Regions from separate parts of the Sus scrofa genome. Here all the other regions are linked to region 2. The links are chromatin contacts, called in public promoter capture Hi-C maps. All regions are on one chromosome and are shown on one strand. Each heading gives the region's core, a stretch centred on a gene start, on an enhancer-like site or on the middle of the called end of the contact. The rest is flanking DNA. Distances are from core to core; before and after follow the strand shown.

Region 1 (3,983 bases), core at 1,168-3,667, 330 kb before region 2:
CCAGAAGAGCTGCATCCATGAGCTCACTGTCAAGATTTGCCCCTCCTACACCAAGCTTTTGCTCTGGAGAATCACAGGGGCTGTGGACAGATTCACATACCTTATCATTTAGTTGTCTAAAAACACTCGGTCCCATTGTGCAAACGTGCACCGATTTTGTTCTTTAAAATACGGAAACATGGAGCCCCCGCCGAGGCTCAGGGGAAACGAATCTGACTAGGAACCATGAAGTTGCGGGTTCAATCCTTGGCCTCACTCAGTGGGTTAAGGATCTGGCGTTGCTGTGAACTGTGGTATAAGTTGCAGATTCGGCTTGGATCTGGTATGGCCATAGCTGTGATGTAGGCCAAAAGCTGTAGCTCCGATTAGACCCCTAGCCTGGAAGTGTCCATATGTCGTGGATGTGGCCCTAAAAAGACAGAAAAATAAATAAGCTTAAGGAAACTAGAGGCATAAGGGAAGAGATACCAGGGTCATTAGCAAGTGGGGGGTGGGGTGTTGAGCAGCAACAATTGCGAAACTACCATATACCTCAACCTCCATTTGCACCAACACAGACAACTGCAGTTAAGAACAATGCTTGGCCTGTCCTAAAACTTGATGCAGTTCAAAGCACTTTTCTGCCTTCCTGTTTTTGAAGCGGCAAGATACAATGGAACAGCAACTTTGGCAAAGCTGATACTGGACCTGGTCCTGTCTCCATAACTATCCATATTATTCAGTCCACCAAATTCAAACGCAACCTGCTCTTTAGTAAAACGGGGTTGTTTTCGTACCAGAGGTCTTTTTTCTCTCTTGAGCAGCGCACCACGCACCAGCAGACACTCACTGGGTGCTACCATCTTTCCTTCCAGAGGCCTTTCTTTATACCACCTCTGGGAAAAAGCTAACCTCTTTAACCTGTTTAGGCTTCGCTGCCGCAGCTACCCCCCCCCCCCAATCATGGTGCCTTATAGGGTTGTTTGTGAACTGGGTGATTAATGTAAAGTGCTTTGTAAACCAGAGTGCAATACCATACGTGAAGCATAATTGTTTCCAGGCCTGGCAAATAGTAGCTGCTCCCATTTTATCTCCAAAGCAACTGAAAACACCCGGAGGGTTGAATGACTAGCACCCAGTAAGATCAGGTAAAAACTCAACAGCTACCCTCAGCTCTCCCATCAACCCACACAGCAGGCTCAGATCTTAATGTACCCTCCACCAGCTCAAGGCCCTTTCACATCGCCTTAATTTTCTCAATGTTCAGGTAAGGGGAAAGGAAGACTGCAAAAAAAAAGGAAGCAAAAGGATACAATAAAATGACTCGCCCAAGGTCAAAACAGCAACGCAGAAGGAAAGGAAATGCTAGCTGGCCAGCAGCGGAGGCCACGTCCCCCGTGACTCCCACAGCCCCGAGCAGCGCCGCACCCCTGCGTCCCGTGAGCCCCTGGACCTCCCCCGCGTGCGCGCCCCACTGCGCCCCTGCACCTCACCGGCAGTCTGCCCGCGCCCCTCCACGCCCCCCGCGGGCAGCTCCATGCCCCAAGGCCAGACCCCGCTAAGGACCCCCAAAGGTTCAGCGTCCACACGGCTTGGCCCCACCCGCGCACCCTGCCACGTCGGCGGCCTCACGCACTATGGCGCTCTGCAACGGGGCTCCTGCCGCCGCCGCCGGGCCAGAGCCCCCCAGGCGTCCCAGTCTCAGCGTCCCCCGGGCAGCGCGAGCCCGAGCAGGCCGCGGACTTCCTCCGCCAGCTCCGCCCCCGCCGCAGCCCCGCGAAGAGCCCGCCGCCGGCGCTGACGGACTGTGCTCCGGACCAATCGAAACGCGTGTGCGGAAGGGGCGCGCTGACAGACTGCCCCAGCGACCAATCGGAACGCGCACTTGCAATAGGGGCGGCTACCGCAAGCGGGCCCCGCCCCGTCCGTGCTTCCTCTAGGGCGGAAGAAACGAGTGGAAACTTTCCCAGAGTTCCTCTGAGCTCCGGGACCCGCGGAAGGGCCGCGTCGGGCGGGGCGGGACTGTGGGCGGAGCGGGGCTGGGGGCGGGAACGTGCGGGCTCCACCCCGTCCCCCGGGGGCCCGCGCTGCCAGGTGATCCCGACTGGCGGCGGCGTCCGCACTCAGACGCTTAGAACCTACCCCGGCCTGCCCCGCTTTCGGGACCCACATTGGTGCGGCCTCCGCGCAGGCCTCTCCGGTCTCCCGGCGGCGGGGTGAACTCGGGCTCAGGGCGGGCGTCCCTCCCGGCAGACGCTGCCGCCACTACCTAGCGTTTTGCTCCGGGGCGAAACCAGGGCGTGCGGCAGGCTCCGAGCGTGCGTTCGCGCGAGCCCGCACGCGTGGTCCGTGGGAGGCAGCGTCCCGGGGGCGGGCCAGGCCGGGGAGGGGGCCGGGATCTGGGCGGGGCCGGGGGAGGGGCCCCGGGGCGAGGGCGGGGCATCCGGAAGAGTGTCCCGGGGAGGGGCGGGGCTGGAGGAGGGTCCTCCGGGCCGTCCCGGCCCGTAGAGGATCTCGGGCCATGGCGGCGTCTGTGGACCCGCGGCGGTTGTACCGGCTGGTGCACGAAGGCCAGCTGTGCGCCCTGCGGGAGGAGCTGCGGGCAGCAGGCCGCGCCGACTGCGCGGGGCCGGCTGGGGACACCCTCCTGCACTGCGCCGCGCGCCACGGCCACCTGGACGTCCTGACCTATCTGGTCGAGGCTTGGGACATGGACATCGAAGCCACCAACCGAGACTACAAGCGGCCGCTGCACGAGGCGGCCTCCATGGGCCACCGGGACTGCGTGCGATACCTGCTGGGCCGGGGAGCAGCGGTCGACTGCCTGAAGAAGGCCGACTGGTAGGTGGCGGGACTTTCGGAGAGACCCGCACCCTTCCCTGCAGGATCGTGAATTCCCACTCCGTCCACACTGTAGTTCCTCAACCTTCCCCTATAGAGAAGAATGACCTACAGCGAACCTTGTCGCTGCCCTTGTGGGGACTGTTGCAGTCTTCTGTTCCAAACTGCCTCCCGTTGCAAAGCACAGGACAGTACAGATGAACAGGTAGAGACAGTCAGTCTACGAATTGTTTGTCCCGCGTGTAGATCGCATGAGCCCCAGGATGCGATGTTCTTCTGGGAACATTTAGCTAAATGATGACTTCACCGATGACATTTTTTTTTTTATTTTGAAATTTGTAGTTCACAGAAAGTTGCAAAGAAAGCTTCTGGAAGTCCCATGCTCCCTTCCCCCAGCTTCCCCCAAAGTTCACATCTTAGAGCCACAGCAGGAAAACAAAAGGAAGAAAGTGACATTGCTACAATCCCTGGACTTCCTCAGAGTTCATCAGTTATCCTTACACTGGAGCACGTGTGGTGCTCTGATTTTTATCACATGTGTAGCCTGGCATGACCACCTCACAGCCGTGAGAGTAACCATCGCACCAAGCAGTCGTGTTGTGTTAGATCCACACTGTTTTCAGTACTCACTGGGTCGGTCTAGCCCCTTAGAGGTTATGAACATCTGATGATTCAAACATGTGAAGCTCCTGCCCTCAAGGGATTCCTGCTCTGATGTAAACAAGAAACATCAGACAGCCATATGGCTAAATAAAGGGCACCTTGCCCACTGGTGAGGGGAGAGGCCTGGGATGTTTGGAGGTTTGCTCTTTGGCTGCGACGAAGCCCAAGACTGATTTTCTTGAGCTGCTAGTGAATTGGTCTCAAGAGTGGAGGCACATTACCTCTTAGACTTCTCAGATCAGTTCTGTGGGTAAGGAAACCGTCTCCCCATACAACCATTCAGAGGGCAAGTTTCAGGAGTTCCCATCACAGCTCAGCGGTAACCAACCCACCCAGTAACCATGAGTTACTGGGTTCGATCCCTGGGCTTGGTCGTTGGGTATTGGCCGGCAGCTGCAGCTCCGATTGGACCCCTAGCCTGGGAACTTCCATGTGCCGCAGGTACAACCCTAAAAGCGGAAAAAAAAAAGGCAAGTTTCATTCGATTTTGCATTTCGGAA
Region 2 (4,280 bases), core at 806-3,305:
GGCCACCTGTAAGACAGGGACAAAAATTGTCTCTCAATAGATTAGAATTTGGCGCACGCTGGCTACAACCAGAAGCAGTTTTTCTTTAGAGGTGGGTCTAGATGAGCCATTTTAGTTATCTTGGTTTGGGAATTAAGAACCTAAACATATTTTGAAGACCAAGTGTTTCGAGAAGTGGGGTCCACCTGCATCTGCCCTTCGGCAGACACAGGAGCAGGGACAGGGTTTGGAGGTGATGAAGGGGGTAAGGGGCCTTCTACATTTTCGTCACCCCCAAATAAGGTGGACATAGGGTTTGGTTATGGAGACCGTGAACAGCATCATGGTGGCTACAAGAAGCTTCAAGAATGAGCACAGATAACTGAAACTGCGCTCCTCAAAAGAGAATCTGAAAATCGACGGGAAGAGAGAAAGAACACCAACAAGTTTACATGCTCAAGGAACTTTCTACTGAAGGCAACCTTTCACCAGGGCTAAGGTTCACTTAGACAGGGGAAAAAACCCCAACACCCTCTAATATAAATTCATGTTGTTTATTTAGGTTAGCTTTTAACCAGCCTATCTAGTTTAAACTAGTAGGCAATCACATGCATTGTTATAGGGTCTGCCTTGAGACCAAATTTTTAATCAATCTATTTATTTTACTAATCTAGTTGCAGTCAGATTTCATACTTAAAAGATCTTGGGAAAATTCTATTGAGAACCCAGGTTTTTTGTAAAAAAGGTTTTTTCTCCTAATGTTGTCAAAAAAAGAAAAAGTCAAATTTAATTGTTTATTTAAGGCTGTGTTGCTAAAAACCCGGGAACACTCCTAGTGTTTTTAATCTTTGAATAAAGGTATGCCAGAAGCATGGCCAGTGTCTGATACCAAACAAAAAGACTAATTCTTGATGGTGCAGAAAATGATCTGTTTTAGTATTTACACCCATGACCACTTCTGAGAAAACTGAAACACATACACAAAAGCCAAGGCCAAACACACACAAAAACAAAACCCAAGCCAAATCACACCAAATGAAAGCCTACCTTCTAAAGATGGCAGCTAGTTTAACGACCAAAAGGTGTGTGCGCGACGCAGGGCTCTACCAAGACGGAGGATACACTGCCCTTACCAAGCACCAAGACAGTGTACACCACCGACATCTACCGTGGTGCACTGCAGAAACAATGCCCAGAGTCCCGCATCGACAATCAGAAGTAAATAAAATGGCATAAACGCCACTTATTTTGGTAAAGGTTCATAAAGACTTTAAAAAAGTATAATGGCTTCAGGTACTTGAAGGAAGGAAGGCAGGAGTGTCTGAATAATGACTCACTGGCTTAAATACTTTAACATGGTTTTCTTTCTGAAGAACAAAAGTCTCACATGAGGAATTTATTAGATGTGGAAAGAAAATTAAAAGTGAACACCAGGTCGGAGGGCTTTTTGTTCGCTAGCATGCACTTGCAAGGGAGGGTTTCTTATTTTCCTCTTACTCCACAAGGCAGCTCCTAAGACTTAACAGGTAATACACATAAATGCAGCTCAAGCAAACAACCCACCCCCGCAACCCAAATAAACAGCTGTAATAAGCAACAGAAATCTAACCAAATTGAACAGCATATATATTTAAAATCTTTCCTCTGTGTAAAAGTTTGTGTACACTCAAGCTATGCTATGTATAAATTTAATCTGTAGCATAGTCCCGAAACACATTTCAAACCCGCCTGTAAATCGAGGTCATACACTGCAATATTCGGTACGATCCAAGGTTACGTTTAAAATTCTACTGTCATAGCGGGTCAAAGCCGTCCCGGTCCCAGGGACCTAGAGGGCACGCCTTCGGCTTTGCTCTGCAGCCTTACCTCTTGCTCCCGGAAGGACTGACTGTTAACATCCAGGACTCGTATAGTCCTCTTAATAGGCAGGAGACCCCCGACCTCGTCATGCGCCACCATGCTTCCCGTCCCCGGCAGCCCTCGGACTGAGCCCGCCGAGTCGGCCCTGCAGGACGCCCCCCGCTCCCGTGGGCGCTCAGCCGTCCCAGGCAGCCATTTGCCCGCCTCCCCGGCGGCGCGGCTTCTGCGGGCGGCCGAGGATCCCGCAGCCCTCCAGGCTCCGTGGGCGGGGCCGGGCGCCGGCTCCGGGGGCGGCACCTGAGGCCACGTGACTGCTAACTGACAGCCCGGCACACCTAGGCCTCTGGCTGGCTCGCTGCGAGGGAGAGAGAAAGCTCTGAATCCAAGGGTTGGGAATTGGCAGGGTGAGCCCAGAGGGGAAGGGAAACTGGGTTAATGGGAGGCTTTTCCTGATGCAAAAAGCCTTTCCAGAGACCAGCCGATTGCTTATCGAGGTTGCTTGCCCTCCTTAGGACTTAGTTGCAGACAAGGATCCTTTTTCTATAAAACCTGAGTACCTAGAGAGTAGTTTAGTACGGACACCTTGACAACTTTAAGAAAATCGTAAGTCAGAGTTAAATAACGTATACACTAAAGAAAAGCCTAATTATCCAGGGACCTTGCTTTTATCTTACTTAAGTGCAAACATTTTCACAATTGTGAGATTATCCAAGCCTTTACAAACTGGTTCTCACCGTTCTCAAGACCAACAGAGTAAGCACAGTAGGCAGGCTTCAGTTCCCTCTCTTCCTAAAGTAAGTCTTCTGTGGGGCTATGGGCAGCAGTATAATTGAACTACCTCGAATTTTAAAGTTCAGTGTTTCTTACACTTACAGAATATAGATATTTCTTCTATATACGTAAAAAACATGATACCTGTGTAAGAGATTTTTTAATAAGAAATACATAAAAGATGATTTCTTCCCTAAAAATATATAACAGGTTGAAGAGTAAATACTACAGAATAATAGTGGTCAGAGACTATAAGGACAAATAATGTATAAAAAACAATTTACTGAAGTTTGCAGCACAGTGTTACTTCTTGCAGGAAGGACCAATGCTATCCTTCTATAAACACCAGTGTTTAGGATGCATTCAGGATGATATTAATAATCTGACTTTCTATTTTGCAATTTTTGAAAATCACAATAGCCAAGACATGGAAACAACCCTAAGGGTCCACTGACAGATGTATGGGTTCGGAAGATGTGGTATATATACACAATGGAATACTACTCAGCCACGAAAAAGAACAAAATAATGCCATTAGCAGCAGCATGGATGGAACTAGAGACTCCCATATTAAGTCAGAAAGACAAATACTATATGATATGATACCATATGATATGTGAAATCTAATAAATGGCACAATGAGCCTTTCCACAGAAAAAAAAATCATGGACATGGAGAACAGACTTGTGGTTGCCGAGGGGGAGGGGGAGGGAGTGGGATGGACTAGGAATTTGGGGTTAATAGATGCAAACTATTGCCTTTGGAATGGATAAGCAATGAGATCCTGCTCTCTGGCACTGGGAACTATATCTCGTCACTTATGATGGAGCATGATAATGTGAGAAAAAAGAATCTATACGTGTATGTGTAACTGGGTCACCATGCTGTACAGTAGAAAACTGACAGAACACTGTACACCGGCTATAATGGAAGAAAAAAATTAAAGAGAAATTTTTGAAAAAGTAATGGTGATTATACTTCATCTCTTCTTTATTACCAGGTCACACCTGGGCAAACGTGTGGTGCAGCTAGCCTTAAGAGTGGCTGTTTCTTGTAGACAGTTCTATTCTATATAGCATTAAAGTGGAAGTACCTTAGACATCACAGAATCTAGTGCCCTAATTTAACAGGTAAGAACATTGATCTGCCTGAGCCCTAGAGCTTACAAGAAGCCAGAAGTCTGGTTCAGTTAGTTTCAACAGTTAAAAAATAGTTGTGAGTAAGGCCAATACTTTACAGCTACTTAGTTTCATAGGGAATAAAGGACTGAGGCAGAGTAGCAGTTAGGTAAGAAGTTGCTAGGGTGTTCTCATGGGTCTCTCAAACTGTTTTTCTATTTAGTTCTGATACAGGTAAGGCCAAGGCCAGGAGGAGAAAGGGTATCTTTCACTTTTACTTCATTAAGGATCCAAGGGGCACAGGTAGAAAAATCTTACAAGTAAAAGCAGAAAGCCTACAGGAGCCAAGGAGGATCTAGTGGCTACAGTCCCAGAACAGAAATCCTAGCTCACCAAACCTAAAACCTTAGTTTCATTTTAGGTGTTCAGGTTTGTGGCCTAAATATAATTTAGACAACTGTAGACATTATTTGTAAAAGCAACAATGAACATGGGATGTTCAGTTAGCACTCTGAGAGAATCTTGACTCTAACATGCGCCATAAATCTCAAG
Region 3 (3,762 bases), core at 597-3,096, 270 kb after region 2:
CACAGTGACCCGAGCCACTGCGGTTGGATTCTTAACCCACGGCGCCACAGCAGGAACTCTGTTTTTTTTCATTTTTTTAACTAAAGAATTTAGAAGGAAAACTAGCACTCCCTGTCCCTTTTCAAGGTGGACAGCAAACAGATGCTTGGGGGCTAAGAAAAAGTACAACCTGAGGAAGGGTCACAAGGTACAGAATTAAGAGCATGATTTCAGGTAAGAATAATTAGCTTCAAACAGATTTTTCGTTGCTATAGAACTCCAGGCTAAACTTTTTCAGGGTCCTTTGCCTAAAACAGCTTCACTTAAAAAAATCCCTTGGGCATTCTTCATAGCAGGCAGGTCTAGGTCAGATCATTTCTGATTCAGCTGTCAGGCATCTACAGACAGGTCAGTAATGCCTATTTCTCCCCTGAATTTCTATATCTGCTTTATGCTGCTCCTGTGTATAACTCCACACATAGAAACAAGGGGACAACCCTCAATAACAAAGGATAGACAAATAGCCTATAAGAGATAAATACATAAAATCCATATATAATGGAGAAGGTTAGCTGCTTATAAAATAACCAGAATGTCTGGAAATGTGACTCATCATAGGATTTGGAGGCAAAACACAGACTCAGCTCATACGTGGGGCCAGCAGTACTGTGGCCTATGCAAAGAGTGTATTAAAATATTCATGTAACTCTTTAGATGTTAATGTAATAATAACAGCTATGACAAATATTTAAAACCTATTTGTTACAAGTATTAATTCAAGCAATTCTCACCCCAACCCACAGGAGATGGGTATTCTTGTTAACCACACACTCATGATGAATAAACTAAGACACAGATTAAGCTCACTAACTCCCACGATTTCAGTCTAGTAAGTGATGGAGCAGCAGTCATTCCCGGGCTGTAGGGTCAGCACGCAGAACCACCCGACCACACTGCCTCATTAAGATGGTCGACTCAGAGTTCGCGCTGTGGTGCACCAGCAGCTGCGGCTCAAATTCATTCCAACCCTGGCTCAGGAACTTCCATCTGCAACGGATGAGGCCGAAAAAGAAAAAGGAAAATATATATAATTGTTGTCACTGCTGGGCACAGGTTCTGATCCCTGGCTAGGGAACTTCCGGACGCCCCAGGCAAGGCCAAAAAAAGAATCCAAAGCTGGTAGAACTGAAAAGGGAAAGAAATGCACAGTCACGGAGATTTCAATATGCTGCTCAGTAACTGCACAGAACGAGTGCACGGATAATCAGTTAAGAACAGAAAAACCCTGGACCCAAACAAAGCAGGCTGCCCATTCTTTTCAGGAGCACTTGCATTCACCAAGAGCCCGTCTTCCAGGCCATAAAGTGAGTTTGGGTATCTTTTAAAGGACTGAAATCCCACAACATGTGCACGCCTCCTGGCCACGAAGCCTCTCCTCTCCCGGGCAGGAGGGCCGAATTCGGCAGGTGACAGGCAGCAAGCGTTTGCAAGTTTACCAACCTGCACCAAACAGGTCGGTAACCTCAGAGGGCGTGAGAGACCGTGGACGAGGAACGAACCGGCCTCGACTCCTGGCAGTGACCGCGCGGAGGAGGAGGGCTCATCCGTGGAGACTCGCCCCCAGGTCTCGGGCGTGGGTACATGGACGGAGGGCGGTTCGACTCCCCCACAATGAAAGTCCGGCCCCCTCCACGCTGCCCTTCCCGCCGCAAGAACCACGGCTCCCTCTCGGCGTCCTCCTCGAGTCCCACCCCTTCATCTGCCCGCTGCGCACGGGGGTCGGCCGACCCCTAACGGCCCGCAGGCGCGCCGCCGGGTCCCCAGGGCGGAAGTGGATTTCACGGGAGCCGTAAAGCGCAGCCTCTTCCGGTGGACGACAGCCGCGCACGACAGCCGCCCGGACCGTCCCTGCCGGCCGTCTGCCGTGAGCGTCTCCGCCGGTGTCGGTACTTCGTTTTTCTCCCCGAGCGTCGCCTTTTTCACCTTGGATCATGTTCAAGAAGTTCGATGAGAAAGAGAATGTGTCCAACTGCATCCAGTTGAAAACTTCCGTCATTAAGGGTATTAAGAACCAGCTGATAGAGCAGTTCCCAGGTATCGAGCCGTGGCTGAATCAAATCATGCCCAAGAAGGATCCGGTGAAAATAGTGCGGTGCCACGAGCACATAGAGATCCTCACGGTGAACGGAGAGTTACTGTTTTTCAGACAAAGAGAAGGGCCCTTTTATCCGACGCTGAGGCTGCTCCACAAATACCCCTTCATCCTGCCCCGCCAGCAGGTCGATAAGGGAGCCATCAAGTTCGTGCTCAGCGGGGCCAACATCATGTGTCCAGGCTTGACCTCTCCCGGGGCCAAGCTCTACCCCGCCGCCGCGGATACGGTGGTGGCGATCATGGCCGAAGGAAAGCAGCACGCCCTGTGTGTCGGAGTCATGAAGATGTCCGCGGAAGAAATCGAGAAGGTCAACAAGGGAATCGGGATTGAGAACATCCACTATTTAAATGACGGGCTGTGGCACATGAAGACGTACAAGTGAGCCTCGGGAGAAGTGCGCCTGCGCTCCACGTGGACCTCGTGCGGGCGCTGTGTTTGTGTCTGTGCGGTGGCGCGAAGACAGCACCTCGGGTTAGCAGTTCCACAGACGCTAAAGAAGAGGGCGGGAGTAAAGCTTTGGAACGAATCCTTGTGTCTGTGTCTGTGTCACGGTGTGTGTGTGTGTGTGCCTGTGTGAGTGTGTATGCCTCTGGGTTTCTGTGTGTGTGTTTACGGAGGGGTGACCAGTTGAGATGGACTGTCTTGTCTAAACAGCTATCCTTTCAAGCAGGTAAAGTATCGTAGAAAAACATTTCAACGTCAGGAGCGTGCACTTAGTTAAACAGACCTGAGTTGTGAGTGAAACGTTGAGAAGAAAATGAGTGGAGAGAGCCCCAAACGACTCTCTACGACCGTTTAAGGGATGAGTGCTAGAAACCAAACCAGTAAAGAGTGTACAGCAGGCATGACCGGTTGTCCACCCAACAAACACAGCCTGCTCCCGACTTGCCTGCAGAATTCTGTCCGCCCCTTTGCTTCATGACTGGAAAGTGCTGCTTGGTCCAGGCCTCTCAATGTGGTCTCTTTCTGATTCCTTTACAGCGGGGCAGGGGCCTAAGGCCAAGCAGGATCTTCTCTATTTAGGAACCCATGGAAAATGAGAAACCCATGGTTTTGAGTCATTTTTAGATGGATGTGTGACTTGTGTTACCAGGGGCTGCTAATAGAAAGATGCTTGGGGAGCAAGTCTCCCTACTTTATTATTATTATTATTATTATTATTATTATTGTCTTTTTAGGGCTGCTCCCTCAGCATATGGAGGTTCCCAGGCTAGGGGGTCTAATCAGAGCTGTAGCCACCAGCCTACACCACAGCTCACAACAACTCAGGATCCAAGCTGCGTCTGTGACCTACGTCACAGCTCATGGCAATGCAGGATTCTTGACCCCCTGAGCGAGGCCAGGGATCAGACCCAAAACCTCATTACAACAACAACAAAAGACAAAAGACAGGGAAAAAAAAAAAAAAAAAAAGGAGTTCCCGTCGTGGCTCAGTGGTTAACGAATCCGACTAGGAACCATGAGGTTGCGGGTTCGGTCCCTGCCCTTGCTCAGTGGGTTAACGATCCGGCGTTGCCGTGAGCTGTGGTGCAGGTTGCAGACGCGGCTCGGATCCCGCGTTGCTGTGGCTCTGGCGTAGGCCGGTGGCTACAGCTCCGATTCAACCCCTAGCCTGGGAACCTCCATAT

What was found. Promoter capture Hi-C pulls out the DNA fragments that hold promoters and counts their contacts.
Region 1: a promoter capture Hi-C map of liver shows a contact between it and region 2, with 3 times the contacts expected there. The contact joins the promoter of ANKRD16 here to the promoter of NET1 in region 2. A contact is called at or near these places in 1 of 5 promoter capture datasets (liver) and 5 of 47 Hi-C or Micro-C datasets (embryonic fibroblasts, fetal skeletal muscle, mesenteric adipose tissue and 2 more).
Region 3: a contact with region 2 is called in a promoter capture Hi-C map of fetal skeletal muscle, with 7 times the contacts expected there. The contact joins the promoter of LOC100738684 here to the promoter of NET1 in region 2. A contact is called at or near these places in 3 of 5 promoter capture datasets (fetal skeletal muscle and liver), 1 of 47 Hi-C or Micro-C datasets (embryonic fibroblasts) and 1 of 2 datasets of contacts at active chromatin or transcription factors (alveolar macrophages).

What each region holds. Positions count from the first base shown.
Region 1 is chr10:65,106,626-65,110,608 of Sscrofa11.1, forward strand. It overlaps ANKRD16 (ankyrin repeat domain-containing protein 16), which reads left to right and starts at 2,418. Exons shown (of 7, transcript XM_005668213.3): 1 at 2,418-2,820. The coding sequence starts at 2,501. It overlaps FBXO18 (F-box DNA helicase 1), which reads right to left and starts at 2,350. Exons shown (of 20, transcript XM_021065040.1): 1 at 2,122-2,350.
Region 2 is chr10:65,436,291-65,440,570 of Sscrofa11.1, forward strand. It overlaps NET1 (neuroepithelial cell-transforming gene 1 protein), which reads right to left and starts at 2,056. Exons shown (of 11, transcript XM_003130825.6): 1 at 1,846-2,056. The coding sequence starts at 1,938.
Region 3 is chr10:65,703,075-65,706,836 of Sscrofa11.1, forward strand. LOC100738684 (malignant T-cell-amplified sequence 1) reads left to right here and starts at 1,847. Exons shown (of 1, transcript XM_003482845.3): 1 at 1,847-2,660. The coding sequence starts at 1,971. The coding sequence ends at 2,516. It also overlaps a transcript of AKR1E2 not described here.